Regions from separate parts of the Oryzias latipes genome. Here region 2 is linked to region 1. The links are chromatin contacts, called in public Hi-C maps. All regions are on one chromosome and are shown on one strand. The core of a region is the stretch at or near the end of the contact, and the rest is flanking DNA. Distances in the headings are between cores, read along the strand shown. Region 1 has its middle 25 kb from the start of tp63. Region 2 holds the start of zbtb11 (zinc finger and BTB domain-containing protein 11).

The links. A called contact is a pair of places that touch in the nucleus more often than the background predicts.
Region 2: a contact with region 1 is called in a Hi-C map of gastrula embryo, with 1.8 times the contacts expected there. The contact joins the promoter of zbtb11 here to the enhancer-like site in region 1. A contact is called at or near these places in 5 of 5 Hi-C or Micro-C datasets (embryo, fibroblasts and gastrula embryo).

The regions. Positions count from the first base shown.
Region 1 is chr4:27,407,377-27,411,155 of ASM223467v1, forward strand. No RefSeq gene overlaps it. Among protein-coding and RNA genes, the nearest start is that of tp63, 25 kb to the right of the region's middle. Within about 2 kb of position 1,790, at least 2 of the 8 cell types and tissues checked have an H3K27ac peak or open chromatin away from gene starts, as enhancers often do. A contact at or near this core is called in gastrula embryo, where this site is marked.
Region 2 is chr4:27,466,795-27,470,573 of ASM223467v1, forward strand. zbtb11 (zinc finger and BTB domain-containing protein 11) reads right to left here and starts at 1,930. Exons shown (of 10, transcript XM_011474429.3): 1 at 1,454-1,930; 2 at 642-871; 3 at 293-524; 4 at 1-228. The coding sequence starts at 1,763.

The DNA.
Region 1 (3,779 bases), core at 540-3,039:
GTACAGTTATTGTTGCAAATTCCGTTCGAAAATGTTCAAGAAAATCTCTTCAAGTGCAAAAGGTGAAACAAATATTTGGCTGAGAGGGCTGTTTAAAGCGCTTTTCTTCATCTGAAATGTTAGCAATGAAGGTCCACTGAGTGTAAGTCACAGTGAGTGTGCATCAATACTTTGTCAACACTGCTCGCATGATAAATGACTGTCAATGCTGAGATCTGCATTCCTCACTGAAAAGGTAAGCTGTTGCCTCCGGCTAGATAATGTGGTTTGTGCTTCACCTGAATTATTTTCCAGCAGCAGAACACCACACTAATCAGCCTGAAGTTTGTGGATTTTTACTCAAACGTGGGAGAGCTGCTGATGAGTAATTATGAGCTGCAATGAAGCTGTTTGTTCTGGCACTGAAAGTGGAGGGTAAGTTTACTCTGCCTCACGTTCAGTTTTTATTCTTTTGTTTAAAATTACACTCTGGTCATCTCTTGATCTGTGGTAAAAGCATTCCCAGTGGTCTTTAAAGTATGACTAACCCTTTTCTAGCCAAAATAAGAAAAACCTGTGTCATTTTTTAGGACAGATTTTTTCCAGAGCGACAGTAGTTCATTAGAAATTCACCTCTGAGTTGTGGGCGGAGCTGTTACTGTGCCCATTCCCATTTCCCAACATACACGCTCTCCCAATAGCTTACAGTGACTCACATCTCCAAGCTAACATAACGGGTGCAACAAAAATGGCGAGCAATATTGGAGCAATCCAGGCGTACAAACAAAAACGTGTATGGAACTAGTCGTCTACAAGGGGATGCATCAGAAGGGAGCGGACCAGGGAGGTTGAGGTTTTCCAATTGTAGCACTGACGTCACACTTACAAGCTTTTTCCTACGTATCTGGTCCTGATTCTCAACAATTTAAATAAATAAATAGTCAGAAGCGCAGTTTTAAGCCTAAATTTGTTTCTATATGTCCTCCATCATCAGAAAAATCCCACAAGAGCATGTTAAAAACTTAAGAAAATCATTGGAAAACCGCTCCTGTTACAGAGATGGTTGGCTGTAATTGCTTTTGTTGGAGGTCAAGGCCATTGTCACTCACTGCGGAAGTCTTCATGTCTGGCCCGACAGGTCCAAGTGGTTATTTCGCCCCATTGCGATGTGAGAAGGGTTTCCTTCTGCCCCCAAGTGGAATCTGATCAGCAAAGTAAGAGGCTTGGAAACTGCCGATCAGTCCCTGTGACCCCGGATGGCCTCGGCAAACATCCAGAGATGCCTGGGATGCTTGGGGCAAGTAACATAAGACACATTCTGCGAGACACTCTTGCAGTCCTGGTGTGGCACGCAGTCTTCTCATCTCTCTGAAATGCCTTCAAAGCCCTCAGAGATATGCCAGCCTGGATACAGGGCTTTTTTTCACAGCTCATGCAACCTCAAGTCAACATTTTCCTTTTTTTGACATTTGTGTTGCCTGTTTGTTTGGTAAACATGTTACACCTGTCAAAGGAATGCCGGTTGCTAACGGGCCAAGTCCAGCAGCATCTCTCGTGTTTGGTGTTGCTTTCCCCCTCTTCTCACCTCTGTCGCTTTTCCATCTGTTGCCCTTGCAGCGGTGAAAGCAGTAAGTGTGAAGCAGTGAATGTGTGAGGAAACGTACGCATGTGTTTGCATGCGCTGTGCTGTTAGCTGGTGAGGCTACTGGGTTGTTGTCTGGATTGCTGTCTTGTAATGGAGCTAGAGACAGTGTTTTTATTTATCCCTCCCCCAGCTGTCACTGTTGTGTCTGGAGTGTGTTTGCTGAACTCAGGGCCAGGGGACACTTGGAGAGCTGTCAAATCCACCAACCCTCCCAGCTATGCAGAATGCTGCAGCCCTGAACACACCCGGATTCTTGCTGTGGAAAACAAAAGCAGAGAAGGACATTTAGGAAACTTACGAGCTTTATCTGACTCTCCTGCTCATCAATTTTGTCCAGGAAGACAGAGATTCTATTTCTAACTAAAATAATAGAATAATATACAAAATCATGACAAGATGATTATCAGATGCCACTACAACACAATGATGTGGAATGAGGGCATCAAAAGCCAAATTGCTATAAAATGGAAGTGAATAATCGTTACAGCTCCGGCAGGAGAACGAAAAAAAAGAATTTTCCATCCACTTATTATCTTGTTTTTAAATGCCTGACTTAAAAATGCCAGTTTTGGTCCAAATGTAGCTTTGGAACACCTGCTGAAAAAATTCCCCTTCCTCAAGTAAAACTGTGCACGGAAAACTCCAACGATCCCGGGGGCTTTTTACGGGTTTCTTCTCTTTGTGATGCAGTGACACCAAATCGTTGTCCAAATTTCCTATCAACTCCCTAACTACTAAAGCTATATAGTGCGGGACTACTAACAGCAATTCGGACATCAGCCTAACTACTTTTTCTTAAACGCAAAATATGACGTCACCGATGTCCTGGAGTGAATACCTAAGAAATGCGACCTTTATAATGCCCTAAATAGTGAGGGAATTTGGACCCAACCCATCCATCCATGTCCTGTTACAAAGGGAGCAGCTCTTTTACATGCAGAATGCAGACGCATTGAGGTCATTATGTAAAGTTTTCAGACATGCATTGCGAATGAACCACCTTAAAACTACTGAAGACGTAGGAATAAATCAAAGAACACGTAATTCAATGTAGAACATGAACCGTGCATGACTATTGTGCTGTTATTATGCAATTTGTTAGGGATTCGAGCGTCACTTACGTAATTTTAACGTGATATGTGCGCATTCACATGCACATCCAAGCTGTCTGCAATCTGATGCTTAAAACAATATTTTACTGCCGCAGTGGAAAGGTTGTACATCGGTGGTAGATGCGCAAAAAGCCTTTTAGACATACGTGGAACGGTCACGAAAAGCCACAAATCTGCATTTGCAAAAATCACACATAATTGCGTAAGATTTATATGATAACTGCATACGCACAAACTCTGTAATTCTAAACCACCCAAAATTTTTGAGCAGCTCAAAACCAAATTCAAGTAGAGACCGACTCCCTGATGTGCACGCATGGACGAATGACAAACGCAAGAAACACTTAAGAATTCTGTATATCACGCAAGTATCACGAAAGACTGGAATTACACACGTGGAAAATGGGCAAAATGTACCTAGTGACTGTGTGACACAGCCTTGGGCCTGCGATATCATCCACTCCCGCTTTGAAATGAAACATCCAGAAATTGAATGAATTTGGTTTCCTATAAAGTACTAGAACTCAGGGAATAAGATGGGACAAAATGATGTCAAGTCAAGCATTTTTTGAAGTTTTACCAGCTAACCACCTGCTCCAGTTAAAAGCTTTTTTTATTTTTGTTTTTTTTTAAGAAACGCAAAAGCTAACAAACCCACAAAAATGAATCCACCACAGTAAATAAATGAATGCAAATAGACAGATAAAAATGTCCCTGTTGAAAGATTAGATATCATGTATCGGTTTTGAACTCAATATCTTAAGCAGATGTGATGAATTGACTCTCCTTCAGTTACGCAAAGGACTTTTTAAAGCTGCAAATGTTTTTCCTAGGCGTGAATAAATGCCAGCTGTATGTTTATCCATCATTTTTAAAAAGGCTTGTTTACAGAAAGTAATGACGGAAAACTGATGACACTTTTGACAGGCTCTCTCCAGAAAATACACATTAATAACGACTAATAATAGTTTACAAAAGCTGTTTCACTTAAATAAACCAGAAAGCAATGGCATGGTGATGTCAAGTGAAAGTGCTGGAGCTCC
Region 2 (3,779 bases), core at 680-3,179, 60 kb after region 1:
CCTGGGGAGCCGGTTGACTCGACACCACGGTGTGCACCTCCCCTTTCTGATACACCGTCAGCTTGTGGTCCTCCACCTGTTTGTGCACAGACTCGCATATCTGCAACACCTCTGTCATCAGCAGGTGGCGGGCAAGGTTGGCGATGTCCGCCATGATGCAGAAGTTAAATGTCAGCTTGGAGGTGTAGGCGAAGTCCAGCAGCGGGAGGAAGCTGGCTTTAGCGAAACCTGCAGAGAGGGGACCAATCAGAGAAGAGAGAAAACACCCGGCAAAGGCGGGAACGCCGCTCACCGCTCAGGTCCACCACAGCTTCGTGTGTGGTCACAGCACCCTTCTCGAAGAAGAGCTCGTTGAAGTATTCACTGCATGCAGCCAGAACCGCTTTGTGCGCTCTGTACTCGTCTCCTTCGATCAGCAGCGTGATGTCACAGAACTGATTTTCCAGGCGCTGCCTGTTGAGTTTGTCCAGCATCGTCTGGCTGTGTTTGGGCAGAAACTGATTCACCTCCCCTCTGCTGTCCACCTGGAACAGACATAAACCCGTCTCACCTTTTCAGTCAAGCTTGTGTTTTCCCTGCTGTGCTGCATCTCTGCTTCAGAAAGAGTTTGGCTTGAAGCAAAATAGAATCATGACACTTACAAAGACCACTTCATGCCTGCCCTTTTCTTTAGGCGCCCTGGATTTCTGCTGCGAAGATACATCCTTAACGAAGAAGCCATCGTCCTCCTCCTCCTCTTCTTCCGGCTCCTCGTCGTGCCGGCGCTTCCCCGTCCTGGAGAATGACCGAGATCCAGACCCGTCGTCCATGCTCCGCTTGCTCTGACAGTGAGCACACTCCCTGATGTGGTCCTTGACGTTTTTCAGAATTCCTCAAATGTCAGAAACACGGGTAAAAGGTCAGCTTTGCCATTCTGTGTAGCAAACTTATACCAAAAAGGTTAAACCTATGAAGCAGTTATTGACTAGCTGTGTGAATTATATGCTTGCAAGACAGATATCTTATCTTCCAGAATTTAATTGAATCTTCTCATAAGACTTATGACAGAAGTACTGTTCTGTGGTGGCAGTGTTATGGTCTGGGGGCTAAATTGGTTTCTCAGATCTAAATTATTTTAATATATGCTCAAAAACATCCTGGTTACTTCTGTTAAAACGTTTTTCTAGATCCACTAGAAAAACTGTGACATGATTGTAGAAATATAGTGTGGTATGTTACATAAAAAAAAGATTTTAAAAAAATAGGTAAGTCTAGGATAAACAAAAGATTAAATGAAACGTTAAGTATATCAAAAAAACACCAGATGGCGACAAAGAGTCGTGGTGCGTAGAGCGTCACCGGGTTGCGTAGCTGTCATATTTCACTTGCTGTCGATTTTTTACGTCTCCACCGAATAAACAGATCTACCAAAAAAAAATTCCCCAGGTTCTTCCAAGGTAATTAAGCATATTACCTCTCCACCAATATTTCTGGGAGATAATTTCCCATGTGAGTTGCTGGTTGAAATGCTCCCCTTCTGCCATAGTGTGCGCATCTTTGATAAGTTCCTTCCTCCGGCTGTCCTGCAGTACAACCTCCAGCTCCGTGAAATCATTCTGACCCTTTAGTCGTCGCTGGTAAAACAAAGTCCCGTTCCGGACAACGTAGCAGGCAGCAGCTTTTCGGATTTTCCTCTTGGTGTTGCCTGGCGTCCCCGGTGCATACGGCTCCCGTTCATCCGTCAGATAGCGTCTGATAGCCAAGTAGCTTTCTTCACACGACATGTTTGTCTCTGCTTACTCGCGTTTTCCGCGCCGACGTGCGAGTTTGTGCCAAAGAGTGGAGCTCTGTGATGCTTCTTAAATAGTAGATTTTTTATTTAGCGCTCAAAAGCAGATTAAGCAGAGATATACACAATAAATTCACATTTCAAATTGTTTTTTAAGGTGGAACTGCTGTTCGTTGCCGTAACGGAAGACTTGCCCGAACAGACAAAATGGCTGCTGCACAACCGGATATTGCGTAGACAAAGACGGAAGTAAACAAGAAGGGCTTCCGCCACAAGATGGCGACATAGTCAAAGGTATTTGTTTGTATTTATGTATTTATTTATTCAAATTGAAATATCGTCATTACTAAACTCTCGCAGACACAATGATGCAAGGCACAGCTCTTCACAAAAAAACGTATACATTTTAAAATATAGAAATCTTTCAGCATAAATTAGATTTTAAGGCAATCAACAATCTGGATCTTAAATCAGTAACCACTCTGAAGTAGATTTACAAATGTCGTCAATGAAAGAACTTGAGTTCTGAATACATTTCAATGAGGTTATAAATACAGTCTGACTTCATTTTTAAAACACAGGAAATTCGGCCGATCTTTTTTCCACTTTTTTTCATGAAAATGATATTTTCCCCAAATCAGAAGGAAGTTTCTAATTTTGATGTCTCTTTTGACAACTTACTGTTATAAAGCAAAATATATTTTTCTGTGAATTGTGTGAGGTTTATTTTTTGACTAAGCCAATAATGAAAATCTTGCCAGAATCTGGACATGAATCATGGACATTGACAATCATGTACTGGAAAGAGTGACTGAAATCAAGTTCTTTGGAGTAATTATGGACGAAAGAATAAGCTGGAAACCACAAATTAAGCAGGTCAGAACTAAATTTGCTAAAAGCAAAGCAGTCTTGGGAAAAACCCACCATACTTTTACTCACAAAGCACGTTTACTAATATTTCAGTCAGACAACTCATGCAGTAAAGAATAATTTTTCCATATTTCTTTTAGTTTGGCACAAGGCTCCTTTCAAATACATAAAGCAAAGATCTCCATATAAAACTTTGGGTATTAAACTACCCCTAACAGAGCTCACAGGTGGAAGCCGGGGAGGAGGGTGGGCTGACGAACGCAGAGCTCGCGGAAAAGGAACAAGAGGATTGGACCGCACTTGGAACTTAAGTAGGACGCTGAACAGGTGAGTTGATTAGACTGAACCGCCCGCAGGGAGGAGTAACCAGGTAAACGCACTGCTCGAGTTGCCTGCCTGAAATACTCCCAGGGTCGTTCAGATTAATCCATAATACTACCATATTTACAGTACAGCGTAGAAGTTTGGGGAAATACTTATAAATCAAACCTATAGTGTTTATATGTCTTACCAAAAAAAGCTGTTCGAATTGTGGATTATGGGACAGTTACAAATACTCTATTTTTAAAGTCGTGTTTATTGAAACTATGGGATCTAGTGAAACTTAAAACGGCTCTCATCATGTATAAAGCCAGATACAGCCTACTTCCAATAAACTTACAGCAAATGTTCAAACATTTCTTCTTTACAAAAAATTGAAACAAATCAGCTAACCAAGGAAGCTAATTATGGACTTTAGTAAATCCAGGTGCACACAGCAGCCTGCCCTCTTTATACAAGGAGAGGATGTGCTGAGGGCTTTAAGTTTCTTCTTGTGAACATCTCTGCTGACCTCACCTGGACATCACATATCAGCCACCAGGGGAAGAAAGCACAACTTCATTTGTGAGAGCAGTGAGAGCGTCCTGACCTGCTGCACTGCCTGGTTCAGCAGCTGCATGGAGGCAAACAAGAAGGACCTGCAGCAGATGGGGAGGGCACTTGACTGGACTATGAGCTCTTCTTTGTTTGTGCCAGTCGACTCACGAAGAGAATAACTAGCATGTCACCAATGACCCCGCCCACCCCAGACTCCTATTGTTTACCACATTAGCCTCTAGGAAAAGATACAGACTGATGCAATCCAGAACAGAAACACAGA